2 separate regions of the Gossypium arboreum genome follow, and region 2 is linked to region 1. A link is a contact called in public Hi-C data. All regions are on one chromosome and are shown on one strand. Each heading gives the region's core, a stretch centred on a gene start, on an enhancer-like site or on the middle of the called end of the contact. The rest is flanking DNA. Distances are from core to core; before and after follow the strand shown. Region 1 holds the start of LOC108480026. Region 2 overlaps LOC108476745 (a long non-coding RNA gene).

The links. Hi-C and Micro-C count contacts between places; a contact is called where the count stands out from the background.
Region 2: a Hi-C map of leaf shows a contact between it and region 1, with 3 times the contacts expected there. The contact joins the enhancer-like site here to the promoter of LOC108480026 in region 1. A contact is called at or near these places in 2 of 5 Hi-C or Micro-C datasets (both in leaf).

What each region holds. Positions count from the first base shown.
Region 1 is chr12:107,900,005-107,907,285 of ASM2569848v2, reverse strand. It overlaps LOC108480026, which reads left to right and starts at 2,658. Exons shown (of 10, transcript XM_017782925.2): 1 at 2,658-2,977; 2 at 3,649-3,815; 3 at 3,892-3,956; 4 at 4,284-4,324; 5 at 4,523-4,611; 6 at 4,702-4,815; 7 at 4,923-5,000; 8 at 5,278-5,343; 9 at 5,902-5,982. The coding sequence starts at 2,836.
Region 2 is chr12:107,972,857-107,980,137 of ASM2569848v2, reverse strand. It overlaps LOC108476745 (a long non-coding RNA gene), which reads right to left. Exons shown (of 9, transcript XR_008276294.1): 4 at 6,875-7,011; 5 at 6,680-6,807; 6 at 6,512-6,578; 7 at 6,236-6,375; 8 at 5,710-5,949; 9 at 5,316-5,615. Among protein-coding and RNA genes, the nearest start is that of LOC108476745, 6.3 kb to the right of the region's middle. Within about 2 kb of position 4,222, at least 1 of the 2 cell types and tissues checked has an H3K27ac peak or open chromatin away from gene starts, as enhancers often do. A contact at or near this core is called in leaf, where this site is marked.

The sequences.
Region 1 (7,281 bases), core at 1,409-3,908:
GTATCAGTGCTAAATAAAAAGAACCGGTAGAGTAGATAAAGCTCTGAGTAAAGTATTTTGGTGAGTTCCTCTGTACTTTGTGTTCGGTATCTGTGTTAGTTTGCTTACCTTTAAACTTCATATAGCCAAGTATGTGGCTTAGTTATTTGTTTAATTATTTTTGAAGTTCATGTTTGAGGAGTTTCATTCAAAGAGTCAGTGCATGTATGGTTAAACACAGTTAAACAGGCCTAGAAAACCTGGTATATATATAGTATGAGTACTCCTTCCTTGGTGCATAAGCTTCGTATCCAATTAGGTGTGAGGAGGTACAGGAGGGATGTTGTACAAGAAAATGCATTTTGCCTCCGGTATGGCACTTAGATATAAGCCGTGATTGGTGAAAACCCAACCTTGTAGGAGAACACTTATGTGTTTATACAAGGAAAAGAGTTAGGAGGATATAGAAGTGCTGTTATTATATGGCTCAGACGAGCAGATTTGAAGATATAGGAAAATTTTTGTTCTTCGAGAACTAAGATCAGAAGCTAGCATAAGGAAGGGCTGCATAGAAAAAGGGTGCATATGGTATTGCATGTTGCATGAAAGCATGAACAGTAAGTCTATCTATCAAAAATGGTAGTCCACACAAGTGGCGTGTTCGCGGAGCAGATGTGCCCATGATTGTCATATATGAGTATAGAAACCGGTGTTGTTCGCCAATAGGCTGAGTTGATTTGCGGTATCATCTGTAGGCCAGGGTAATGTATCCGCCAAATAGGGAGAACTAGTCAAGTTCTTTTGTTTTTAATGTCTGATAGTAATTAAGGTGAGATCGTTCTTCTTAGGAACTCACTAAGTTCTTACAAACTTACCCAATTTCTTCTTATTTTTAGGTTCTTAGGTTAAACGAGATGATCGAATGGATACAACCAGATTTGTGACGATTTGCGAGCCTTCTTAATTTCAGGAGTAACATGTATTTGTTGGGAGTGTTAAGCCAATTGTTAGAAATTGCCAATTTAAAATTTTAATCTTTATTAAACGATATTTTGAAGACATTGAATATTGAATGGAAGCTTTGATGACCTAATGCTATTTTGACTTATTAATGTTAATTAAGTGGCCACCAAAGGTTTATTTTGTGCATCATTAATGCAACGAGTTTTTATTTAAATGACGCTTTCAATAAAAATGGTCTTGAACTAAGGGAATACCACTTTGATTAAAGGGGTACCCACCATAAAGATAATGTTCTTTTCTTTAAAGAAAAGTAAATAGGTGTGTTTTTCTAATCGGGTCAATTGACTCAGTCGACTGTTATTCTCTTAGTCAGTTGCAAAGAAAGTATAGGTTCTTGTTAATGCTAATTAGTATTTGCAGCTACTAACTTTGCTGTATAAATACATAGCTCGTCTCATCTTGAGATATTAAAGCTGAATCAATAAAACAAGTAAACTACTTTTTGTATTCAGATTTTAGTTCATTCTTCTTTAGTTTAGTTTTTGTATTCTGGTTTTAATTCCTTCTTCTCTAGTTTAGTTTTCTTTCTGCAGGTTTGGTAAATTGTTTGATAATATATTGGGCTTATATGTTCAAGAAAAATATTAGGCTTTATTGGAATTTTTAATTAATTTTTTTTGAATTTTTGATGTTTAATGGAATAAACTGAAATCGAACTAAATTGTTGTGGTTTGATGATATCATCTATTTGAAACTAAACAAACTATAAAAAAAAACTTAAATCGAGTCAAACTGAATTTCTGATTCAACTTAATTTCTCTATTTGATTGGGTTTTTGGCTCAGCCCTAGCATGTGCTCAAATTAAGAGCACTAAACCACAAGCATCTTTTGTAAATCAAGTTTTAACTCTCTTTCAATTACTAATTCATTAACATTCGGATCTTCCAATCGCATAAATAATCTAACTCGTTATAGGTTGCAAGTAATATAAAAATATAATTTTTAATAATTTAAAAATAAAAAATTTAAAATTTAAAACTTAAAATAAAAATATAATTTTAGAAAATTCCTAATAACTTTTAAAAACTGCAAAAGAAAATATATATTTTGTTAAAATTATGAAAATTTAAAATATAAAAATTGAAATGAAAGTTAGTCAACATTGGTCAATGCCTAGTCAACACAAGTCAAAGTAAAATGAATATTTTAAAATTTTAAATATTCTTTTCCTATTTTTTATTTTGATTTAAAAATATTTTTTTAATTTTAATAAACATGAATGCCATGAGACACATTTTAATTGACTAAGGTGTCAGGTGCCATGTTTTGATTGACACAATATGTCAAATGGTTTTGGTAAACTGCGGTAAAGGTCATCCACTTATGTTTTTTTTAGTTACTCAACTATGAAAAATTACAAAATAATCACTTAACTATTAATAATTTTTCTTTTTTGGTCACCCCAACATGAAAAATTACAAAATAGTCACTTAACTATTCTATTTTTCCTTTTTGGTCTCCAACTTGCTAACATAAAAATGAAAACACTCAAACATCCAAGATAGTTAGGTGACTAAAAAGATAAAATTAAATAATTGAGTGACGATTTTATAACTTTTCATAATTAAATGACAAAAAAAATGACAAGTGCAATTTACCCATCAGTTTTTAACACGGTTACAAAATGATTGAACTGAATAACTAGAAAAGTTCGAGAAAAAAGAGAGTTTTAGGTAGGAAAATGAGAAAACATGTATAGTTTGGGGGCCAAAGTAAGCATTAAAATATTTTAACCGTCGGGTGGAAGTCGGGGCAGGAAAAAATTGGCCTGTACCAAACGTCGACATTCGTAGCTTCTATTTTAAGGAAGACCTCGAAACAGAAGCAAAAGAATGGTGATGGGTAGAGTTAGAAATTGGTGGAGCCATTCCAAAACTGTAGCTGTTATATGGTTCTCTTCTCTTGCTTTGTTCTTCTTTCTCTTCCAATTGGCTCTCCGAAATTCCACTTCTCTTTCTTCCCTTCCTTCTTCAGGTACTCTTTCTTCTTCTATCAAATTTTCTTGGTAATTAAGGTTGAAAATATGATGAATTTTAAGATCTAATCGCATTTTAGCTTTAAAATAACAAACGAGAAGTTTAGTTGTTTATCATGATGTCCTAATTTTTCATATGAACTTTAAAATTGTCCTGGGTTTATGTTTTTTGTTGCTGGGATTTGATGAAACTTCGCCTTTTCTTGCTAGGATTCCGGATTTTGAGTGTAAATGTTGTGTGTGTGTGTGTTTATTGATTTACAGTCTTCCCGTTTACTTAATATTGCTTTTATGATATGTATTTAAAGGTTGAACTCTTTTGGATGACTGTTTGAGCTACCTGACACCACTTAATTTTGATGGTTTTAGGTTTGAGATCCGTAGAACATAATGTTGCCATTTGTGAATTCGTGGTGTTAGTTCATCATGCTTGCCTTATTATTAAAAATTCTCATTTTGTAATATTCTTTTATCAAATTATTGATAAAAAATTAAATTGATAGCCCTTTTTTTTTTTTTCTTTTCTTCTTTTTAAATCGGAGCTTTGCACAAATTCAGGCAAGCTTTGCATACTTGGACTTCTTTTTAAATCGGAGCTTTGCACAAATTCAGGCAAGCTTTGCATACTTGGACTTTAGTGTGTTAACTTTGTTAGGGATATTTTTATCAGAGTCTGCTATGGCAAATAGCAATCGAAGATCAACATTGTATGATAAAATGGAAAGGGATTTGGACCAGCATGGAGCAGCTTTTCTTAAACATGGTGAAACTTCTCAATCGCTGTCACTTTCAGATCTCTTTACTTTGAAAGATGGATTTGTAACACCTGTACTTAAGGTAATATATGAGTCAACCGAGCTATAATCAATCCTTCTGTACAAGCGGTTAATAATGGCTTTCCTTCTCATTTCAGGCAGCACATCCTCCTGTACGGGCCAACGTCTTGTATATGAGCACAGAATACTCAGTGCCCATCTCGTAAAATTTTGTTTTCATTGGAATGTTTTTTTCCATTTGTTGTTTTTATTAAATTTTTGACCTACTTGTTTCTTATCAGAATATTGACCCCAGAAGTAAAATGCCTGCACTAATAACTTTGATCTGATCTTAGTTAAGTGTGATTTCCCATCATGCTGTTTTAGCAAAATTTTTAAGAGTTGAAGCTGGCTTTATAATCTATAGGACTTCGAGATAATTAAAGGGGACTTCTATTTAATATTTCCATGTTATGCTAAGCCCTTTTTGTGGGTTGAGGGAGGGGTTAGCCCTTACATTATACTCTGATGCATGCTTTGTTTGTCACAGGAAGGCTGTAAAGCAAGTATTTGATCCATACTTTGACAAAGGTAATCTGTTGTAAAGAAGTATATTTTTGTGTTGCTGTTTCTTCCACATTTTTCTGTTATCTATTTAACTGATTTGATACTTCTTTTAATAACGAGAGTAGTTTAGATAAGTTATCATTTATTCCTTTAGTTAATTGATAACTTTTGCTTTTTCTGCATTTATTCTCATGTGTTCGCTTGCTTATATATTTTGGTTAGCGATCTGGTTTCAGAACTCAAGCTTGTACCATTTCAGTATGTTCCACGCATCGCATCATATTGCACCTGTTCCCGCCTCTGAAATTGAGGTAACTTGCCTGTTATAGCTATTTTGGTACCTCTTTTTTCTGCTTGTTAGATGTTGGGTTCGATTTTTGAAGCCTCTTTTCTTTTGTCAGATTGAAGCTGAAGCAGCTGCTGCTAAAGCTGTTGCAGAGGGGCTATGCCCTTTACAAATCGTCTTAGACAGGGTAGTTTTAACTTCGACTGGTGTGCTTCTTGGCTGCTGGCAGGTTAGTCCTTCACTTGTAGTCTCCTGTTTCCTAAATGAGCTGTCGAAAAAGGGAAGAAAGGATTTTTATTCTTTTTAGTGCCAGATAACATTTTTATTTTTCTGTAGGTAATTTCTGGAACGGATCCCGTAAGCATTCGTGCTAAATTGAGAACAGCACTTGCACGAGCACCAGAGAAGCAACTTGTAAGATCCTTATGAAAAACTTAATTTTGACTAAACTAGTAATATTCAAATGGCAACATCGTGTCTTTCAAAAATAAAGAAGAAAGAAAGAAATGGCAACATTGCTAATATAAGGGCTATACTTTTTTATGGTAATATCTTGGCCTGTTAATTCTTATTTGATGGTTTTGGCATCATTTTTAGGATCTCTGTCTTGTTTGACAATAATAAGTATTTATGTGACTGTAAAGGAAATGTTTTTTATTTTAAAATGGAACGTTTTTGCTTACTTTTGCAGTATGATGAGGCTATTCTTCACACGTCTTTTGCAAGGCTTCTGAGTCACCCTAAAGCTTCACTCATGGTATTATTTTTAAGTTCTATCCAGTTACAGTAGTTTCCTTTTTATTCTTAATTTTTATGAAGTTACATGTATAGAAGTACATTAAGAGTAGTTACAATTAATGCCAATTATTACATCCATATAAGAAATTAACCAATGGACCAGCAAATAATTGGATAAATCCAACATAATGTTGGACTAAACCCACACATTGTGAGATGAATTTTCAATCACAAATTCATCTTCTTTGTTTCATCCCTTTCAATGTTCTTTTGAGTTCCCTAGGTCAACATGTATCCTTTTTATATTGCCATGATGTTTGAACCATGAAATACTAGATAGTAGTTGCTGTTGTAATTTGAGAGAAGCCCATTTGCTGACTCAAGCATTGTAAGGTTTCCCTTGACTCTTGTACGAGTAAACTGCGACTTTTTGGCACTATGGCAAAAGTATGGCTGGCAAAGCTTGTTATATTAGTTTCCTTGTTTAGATCTAATGGTGAATTGAAGTTACAAGAGTTATGTGATTGGTTCAAGCTCATATTCTTACATATATGTATACAATGCATGTCTTATGCAGGACACTGATAGTACTTCAAATCCAATCAAACTTTTCCATAAGCTAGTCTCTCAACTAAACAATGAAATCCGTGGATTTAAGGCAAGTTGTTATACTTTGTATCATTACTTGGCATGCATTTTCACTGTCTGAATAGCTTCCTATGCGTGATCCTCATGTTTTGATTGGTCACTTTATTTTTAATCCGCCCATGCATGAAATCTCACATGTGCATGATCCCCATTTTTTGATTATTTACTTATTTTTAATCGGCCACCCCCTTCTCCTCTCTTTTAAATTTCTTGAAAATCATAATTTAACTCCAAGTCTTTTATTTTTATTTATTTCTATTCTTGGCCCCCGTAACATTTTTATAAGTTCTAAGTTGAAGCTTTTCAACTTTCCACTTAATTCTTGTGTGTTTTGTTATCCATAAAGAAGAAAAAAAAGAAAAGAGTATTATCAGTATTTCCTTGTATAAATGTTTTTTTTTCACTTTTCATAGAATTGTTTTTTCCTAAAATATCATACTTGATTTCTCTCATAACTTTTACAAAATTCGGTTTGTTTTCATGGTTTGCTTATTACTTTTGAATATTTTCTTATTAGTTATAACTTTCACAATGAGGAAATTGAAGCCAGATTCCTCTGTTGACAAAATCATATGCTAGCAATGGTGCCAAGCACTCCAACGCACCGATATATGTACTTTTTTTTATTGAACCTTAACTTTTATTTTTTCCTTTTTTTTTGACTTTCCTGCAAGACTGTTTCTTTTATTTTGTATATTATTTTCAACTAACATAAATAACTAAAATCTGAACTACAAAAAGGAAAAGAAAGAACTCAACTTCAAATCTTGTCTTTGGCCCTATTGACAATTCATGCAACAATAGCATGATATTCTCACCTGAAAGTGATAAGATACAGTTTTGTTTTAGAAAAGGAATTTGCTGGTTGGGTGTGGTATTCTGGAACTGAAATTGAATCAAATACAGTTGATAACTAATCTACCCAAGTCAAAATCGGTTTGGATTGTTTCATTTTTTTTAAATTAAAAAAAGTTATATTTTTTATATAATGCTTTTAAGTTTTTTTTCTTCAGTAACTTAGATGTAAATTATTGATTTTCATATCATAAAAATTTAAATATATTGAAAGTAAAAATAAAATTCAGTTTGGCTTGAACTTGAATAGAAAACTTAACTGAACCAAATACCTCCAATCGTAACCCAAATCAGTTTCCATAAAAACTGTACTGAATACCATGGTTACTGCAGGTTTTCTGTTTTCTTGGTTTCTCTTGCTCATAATTGAGTTTTTACCTTAGTACCTGCTTGAAACATATATGTATTTTAATCTAATCGGATATCCTTTGTGATATTTAGAACTTTTGGTAGG
Region 2 (7,281 bases), core at 2,973-5,472, 71 kb before region 1:
TGGATGGATAAGGGAATTTTATGATGAATTATTATGAACTTTAAGTTCTAATTTCATATTAAGGTGGTTTTATTAAGTGATTTTGATAGGAAATGATATTTAGGACCTAATTGTGAAAAAGTTGTGAATTGAAGGTTTCTGTTGAAATTCCGAATATAAAAGGTTTTGAAATAGTTTATAATGATAAAATAAAGTGTTAATTGAGAAAAATCAGTTCAATTGATGGGTGAATTGAGCAGGACTAAATTGTGAAAATCAGAAATTTTGGGGTAAAAGTGTAATTTCGAAATTTGAACAGCATAAATTGTGAAGTGAAATAGAAATCAAATAAATGCTAATGAGTAGAAATATTTTATATTATAGATCAAGAATCCAAAGAAGAATGAGGAAAAGAAAAAGTTGCGGAATAGTCCCTAAATTTCAATATCTTCTACAAATTAGCCGGGTAAGTGCATATGGTTGAATTTAGATGTTTATTTGTGAATGATTGAAGTAATGTGTTATTATATATGAATTTGTTATGGGATTGTGTAAATTTTATTAATGAAAGAATAAATGTGGAAATGCAAATTAGGAAAAACGCAGGTTTGAGTACGTTCGTATCGTGACATGTGATGAATTGACGGATAAGACCATGGTTGTTCCATGGCAAAGTGTGAAATGTAGGTATGGTATCATCCATACTGAGTTGTGATATGTAGGTATGGTATCATCCATACTAAGTTGTGATATGTAGGTATGGTATTATCAAATCCATACTGAGTTAAGAAATGTAGGTATGGCATTGCCCATACCGAGTTGTAAAATGTAGGTATGGTATTTCAATGAGGAAAACCATACTGAGTTATGAATCGTGGCACTGAACAACGACGTACTCAATTTCGTAAACCGTTTCCTAATTTGATTATAAGAAATAAAAGAGAAGTGATCCAAATGAAAGAGATTGAGTAGTTGTTACTGTTGAGCTCAACTATGTGAATTATTATAACAATGGTTGTGAATCGCAGGAAACTTTAGTAAATGTTTTGGTATTGTTTGGAAATATTATGTTTGGTAAGCATTACTTTTAAACCTATGAACTTACTAAGCTTCAATAAGCTTACTTGTGCGTGTTTGATATTTTTATGTAGATTGAATTGAAGTGAAGTTGGTAGATCGGATCAACACAACAAAGCACGCTATCCAGATCAATTTCGGTAGCTTTTGTTTTATGTTTGAAGATTTATATGGCATGTATAGAGTTTAAATGAAATGAAGTAAAGATGTCAACATTTTGTACTAAAACAGTTTTTGGTTAGTAGCAGTAGTTTGACTTTGAAAATTCACCATAAATTATGAAAATATCATTATAGGTTGAATAAAATATGAAATTAAATCTTATTGAATCTAGTTTCACGTAGAAGAAACGGTGTAAGCAAAAGGCTTTCATATCAGGAGATATTTGAATTTTTGTGAGACAAGGTCAGAGTGATTTTGAACTCCCCTGTTCTGATTTGTAAAAATCATTAAAAATTATACAAAAATATTTAGGAGTCATACTATATATGTATGGATTCCTTATTGAGTCTATTTTTAAGAGAAATAATCTTCTTGGTTATTTGAATTCTGTACATGGAGAAATTTGGTTCGTAGTGTACAGGGGTCAGAGTAGCCAAACCCTAAAACAGGGGAGACTTCAACTAATAAACTGTACTAATTGGCCCAACCAAAAATTCTAGAAAAAAATTAGTAAGTAGATATATGAGCCTAGATTTGGGGAAATTTTATGGATTTGGATTTTGAGTTTTGTAACTCGAGATATGATTTTTTTTGCGTCTGTAACGCAGTTGGACAACTTGTCTGGAAAGTGTGATATAAATTGTTTGAATTTGTTTAAGTGCTCAAATAAGTTTAGTAATGCCTCGTGTTCGACTCCGGCGACGGTCTCGGGTAAAGGGGACGTTACATTAGCTCTAAAAACACTTACAAAATAGGAGGCCGAGGAGCTGGGCTCACTTTCACACACCCTCTCTAAAATCAGCTTATTTCCCTAAATGTAAAAAAAAAAAAAAAAAAAAAAAAAAAACCTATTTGACTAATTAAAAAGAATCAACATATTTGGCTAATTTAACATGTAATTACATTTAAAATATCATTCAAAAGAAATTGAACAGTTATATATAATAAAAGACAATCAATCAATAAGTGATAGTATTATATAATAAAGACAAATATCAACAAGTGATGAGTGTTATGATAAAATACATTATACTTTAAAAAATATAAATTTAAATATTGAAGATGAAATTATTGAGAAAAATAATCATAAATTATAAATATAAAAAAAAAGAAAAGAAAAAAATTAAAAGAGAGATAATAATAGAATTGCAGCTAGCTTAGTGGTGGATACCAAGTCAAATCAGAATCGGTCCATCGTCCAGTTATATATATGTAATTAGCTCATTTTTCAAATTCGTGAGGCCCCCATCCCTCCTACACATTGCTTATATGTTGGTTCTGCAGCAACCATAACTTGGCAGCTCAAACTTCCAGCATATGATTAAGAAAAATAATATCCTGACCATAATAGAGATTGCAGGAGGAAAGCGGGCGCAATGCAGGATCTACTTTTTTGACCTTCAATCTGCTCACAAAAGTACAAAACCTTGCATTTTAGCTCGTTTATTAAAAAATAATTATATTAATTTCAGTACGATAGAGGAATAAGTAAAATAAATATTTATTTTAGTGTTTATATAAAATATATAATAAATTTATTCTATAACTTTTACATATTTATCTAATATGATCTTTACTTTTTTTGTTGGATGTAAATTATAATTTTTGAAACTAATAAAGTTAAAGGGTTAAAAAGTCATAAAAATCAATTAAATCATTTTAAATTTTAAAATTATTTTGAAAAAATCTTAAAAATTATAAACGAAATTTATTAAAAATAACCAACCAGTTAAAATTGAATCTTTTGTGTTGTTGAAATGTAACTTGATAACAATTTTAAACTAAAATTGTAAAAAAAATATTATAATTTATTCATTATGTTATAAAATAAAAAAGATGGAGAAAATAAAGAAAATATGAAAGCAATAGAGAATGTATCTATTTATAGGCATAAAAATATAAAAGAAGTAGAGATCTAATTTAATAACTATTAAAATTTGAAGTACATTAAAATTTTATATTGATCATGATGGACATCCACTTAATAAAATATTCATAACACATATTGTTATGTACTATAATAAAAAAATTGGTACGTATAATTGAATAAAAAAAAACCTTATATAAAAAGAATCATACAATTAAAGCATTTAGTAAAACCAGCCGACAGAGTTTGGAAGGTAAAGCGTGTTGTTGTTGTTTTTCAGATAAAGAAGGCGTGGTGTTGAGAAGCAAAGGCATGTGGTGTGAGGAAAGGCAGTAACATTGGTCTCACTCCCTTATCCAAAACACTCACACCATCACTGCTCACTGCACTCAACCATCTTCATTTTATTTTAGATACCGGTTAGTAACCAAATATTATACTACTTGTTATTTTATTTATCTTTATATTTTATGATATATTTGATGCTAACAACTAACAAGACCTACACATTTGAAACCTCGAAATTTCCCTCACATTCAGCACCAGATTACAAAGAGACAGCTATTTACTATTTTTCTTTTATCCCCTTTGTGGTTGTCATGTCTTATGGGCCAGCATATTCTTTTACTACTGTTTTTATTTCTTTTCCTTTATTGTTTCTTTATTTTCTTTTCCTCTCTAATTCCTCTCTTACGAAAAGCATTAGAAATTAATCAAATCACATGTTGATGTTGGGTATCTATAACAGTAGACATGAAGTGAATGTGGTGGTGGTGGTTTTGATGAAGGTCAATTTACCCATATAGAGTGGAGAGTCGGGGGATGCTGAGGGCAATAAGATGGTTATTTATGCTTGAGAGTCGATCTCTTATTTATTGTGTGAAGGGGTATATCCAAAAGAAATTTCATGTTTGGTGGTACTAACGTGATGAATTTACTATCATGTTATCATTGTGAAATGCATAGGAAAGATATCTCTAAGGGGATATATTTTGTAATTTTTTCTGAACCGTGGTGTAAAGTAGTTAGGCCCACGTAGAGTTTGGTGACTTAAAAAGTCACATTCTAAACAGAAGAGTGGGTGTCCTATTGGGGAGAGGCTTCCGTCAAGAACAGATGGCTTGATGGTGGATGAAGACCTTCTGAGAGTTGTCCATGGGTCAGGTCAAGACCTAACAAAATTCTAGGCCCGATTGATAGGCCAGGGCCTAGCCCGAAAAATGGGCATAAATTTTTTCTCAAGCTCAACTCGGATAAAAATGCTAAAACTTAAACTCAAATTTACTTTGTATTGAAATTTTATTTAATTTTTTATATAAAAATTTAAAAATATAATACATAAAAATACTAAAAATATTAAAATATTTGTTTCTTAACAAATTGAAAATAAATTAAATAATTATACTTAAATAACACTAACATATGTGCAACTTAACAAACAAATGCCTTTAAACTAGTAGCAAAATTAACAATAAAATAAGTATAATATCTAAATAATAACAATAAAATGTATTTTTGTAGGGAAACAAAACAGTGAGAAAATAGTAGGAAAACCACAATAAAACAATAGCTTTTTTTTTGCAAATTCAGGTTGGGCTCAGGCCAAAAAAACCTTACCCGAGGCATAGCCCATTTTCTAATTGGGCCTTATTTTGTGCCCAAGCCCATTTTTGGGGCTTATATTTTTGTCCAAACCCTCCCACTTTTCGAGCGAGCCAGATGGTTCTGCCCAATGACAAGTCTAGGAGCGGATGGCCAACTTGCAAGGATGATTGATCCTCCCATCTTCTCTGCACTACATGAGAACAGACTTTTAGCGGCGTTTTTTGACTTTTAAAGCGCCACTAAAACTATTAGCGGCGTTTTCACAAGCGCCATTACAGAAGACGCCACAAAATTTTGCGGCATTTATTTAAAAAAACGCCGCTAAAGACCATGACCTTTAACGGTACTTTTTTTACAAATGACACTAAAAACCATGACCTTTAGCGACACTTTTTTTACAAACGCCGCTACAAAACAAACCTTTAGTGGCGCTTTTCCCACAAACGCCACTAAAGAACATAACCTTTAAAAAAATATATTTTTATTAAATAATATTTATTTTCTATATTATATTTTATTTTTGAAACTTTAAACTATATACTTTTAAGGATAAATAAAAAATATTAATTAAATTAAATTTTCTATTAAAATTTTAACTTTAAAACTAAATATAAAAATTGATGAGTTTAAATTTAAAATTTAAATATTATGTTTAAATAAATGGGCAATCTACCAACAACAGAGAGATAATACAATTTATGAAAATTTATGTCGATGAGAATTTTTAGATAAATTTTAAGCACATTTACATTTATGGAAAGAAAGAAAAACAAAAAGCTCATACCAAATTCAAAGTAACAAAAATGGAAGAAAATGCCAAAGAACCAAAGGGAATGTCTTCCAATTCAAAGAGACAGCACTCGGATGATTCTGGTCCTGGTGAAAATTGGGGCTTCTTCAGCTTTGCCAAGAAGATTACATATGTCTGCTCCAAAAAAGACAGAGCGATGTTAGATACATAAACATCTTACATAAATGTACATGAGATACAGAAGTAAATTAAGGATGCTTATTCTAACTTGTCCAATAAGGGGAATATCCAGTTGTGCAAAAGGGGAAATGACTTCCACTTCAACACCTGCCTCTTCCTATGTTTCCCTTATTGCCCCTTCAGCAGCAGACTCCCCATCATGAGCACTTCCTTTTGGCGTGTCCACATAACTACCTTGACTTATTCCAGATTGGAGATTGAATCTCTCAATCCAACCCCCTGCTGTCCCTAGAACCGCAAAATTACCACAAGCGCTGATGGCACAGGCCTGCAACCAGATAGAACAAACCATCAGTCACAATTCGTATAGTTCATGAAATACTAGTTTCTAGCAGGGTTTCTCATCTTTGAATAGTTTAATATCAGAAGTATTTGCTGCTTAATGTTTTAAATGAAGATGAATACATCAGCCATCTTGTCTATATTCTATAAATAGTCAAATTCAGAAAAAGCACTGAATGTATTCACTACATTTTGGTGCAGGAAAAAAGATATTAATACATAAAACTCGTGGAACTAAAATACAAAATAGTAGGAATTTGATAGAGCATAACCTTCACAGGCGTTGGATTTTCAGGACATGGTCTCAGGATATGCTCACCAATCACAAAACTTTGAAGTAGCCACACATATGCCTGTTCAGAATCCATATGGCATGTAACCACATTGCACCAATCTCGTTCCCTGATTTCATCTTTTTTATTGAAAGAGAGAGCCAAACTTAGATCACTTTGACATAACAAAAGAACATACCACCATGCAAAATCAGACAGTTTGCAAATTTTCATTTAAGTTTAATCGATAAAAGAGCATATAGCAGAAGATCATACTACATTGCACCAATCTCGTTCCTTGGTTTCAGCTTTTTTATTGAAAGAGAGAGCCAAACTTAGATCACTTTGACATAACAAAAGAACATACCACCATGCAAAATCAGACAGTTTGCAAATTTTCATTTAAGTTTAAACGATAAAAGAGCATATAGCAGAAGATCATACCACAATCAAATGCGATAATAGGCTCTAATTTCAGTTCCTCCTCCTGAAATTGAAAATAAGAAACTAAGTTGAACAAACAACTCTGTCTGCTGCAAAAGATACTTCAACCGCTCCTTTCCCTTATTATCCTGTCGTTCAACCAAACATTAGCAAACCATAAATTACACTTAAGATGAACAGAATAAAAACTTTTACCTAGAATACTCAGCGTCACTGGCAGCATTTTGAATATCCAGTATTCCCTGAATCTTCTGCTTTTTTAGTTTCTGCATTTCTTTGAGCCTGTCCTTCTCTCGCTTACTAATTTCTGGATCAGCCCCATTAGACTCATCCTAAACAACAAACAATAAAGTGCAAATTAAACTTTCCAGCAACTTACTAAAACCCATGTAATAGAATTTATTATTAAAACACTATTATGTCAATTTTCCAGCAACTTTATTACTAAAGAATCAATTACAAATCGGAGAATAGAATATAATCTTCTTTATTATGCACATTGACCAAATAATTTTGAGGAATTGAGAAAGATAACAGATAATTACTACTATTATAAAAAAGATGTACAAACTCAATGTACTTTTTTCCTATTTTTTGTGCTG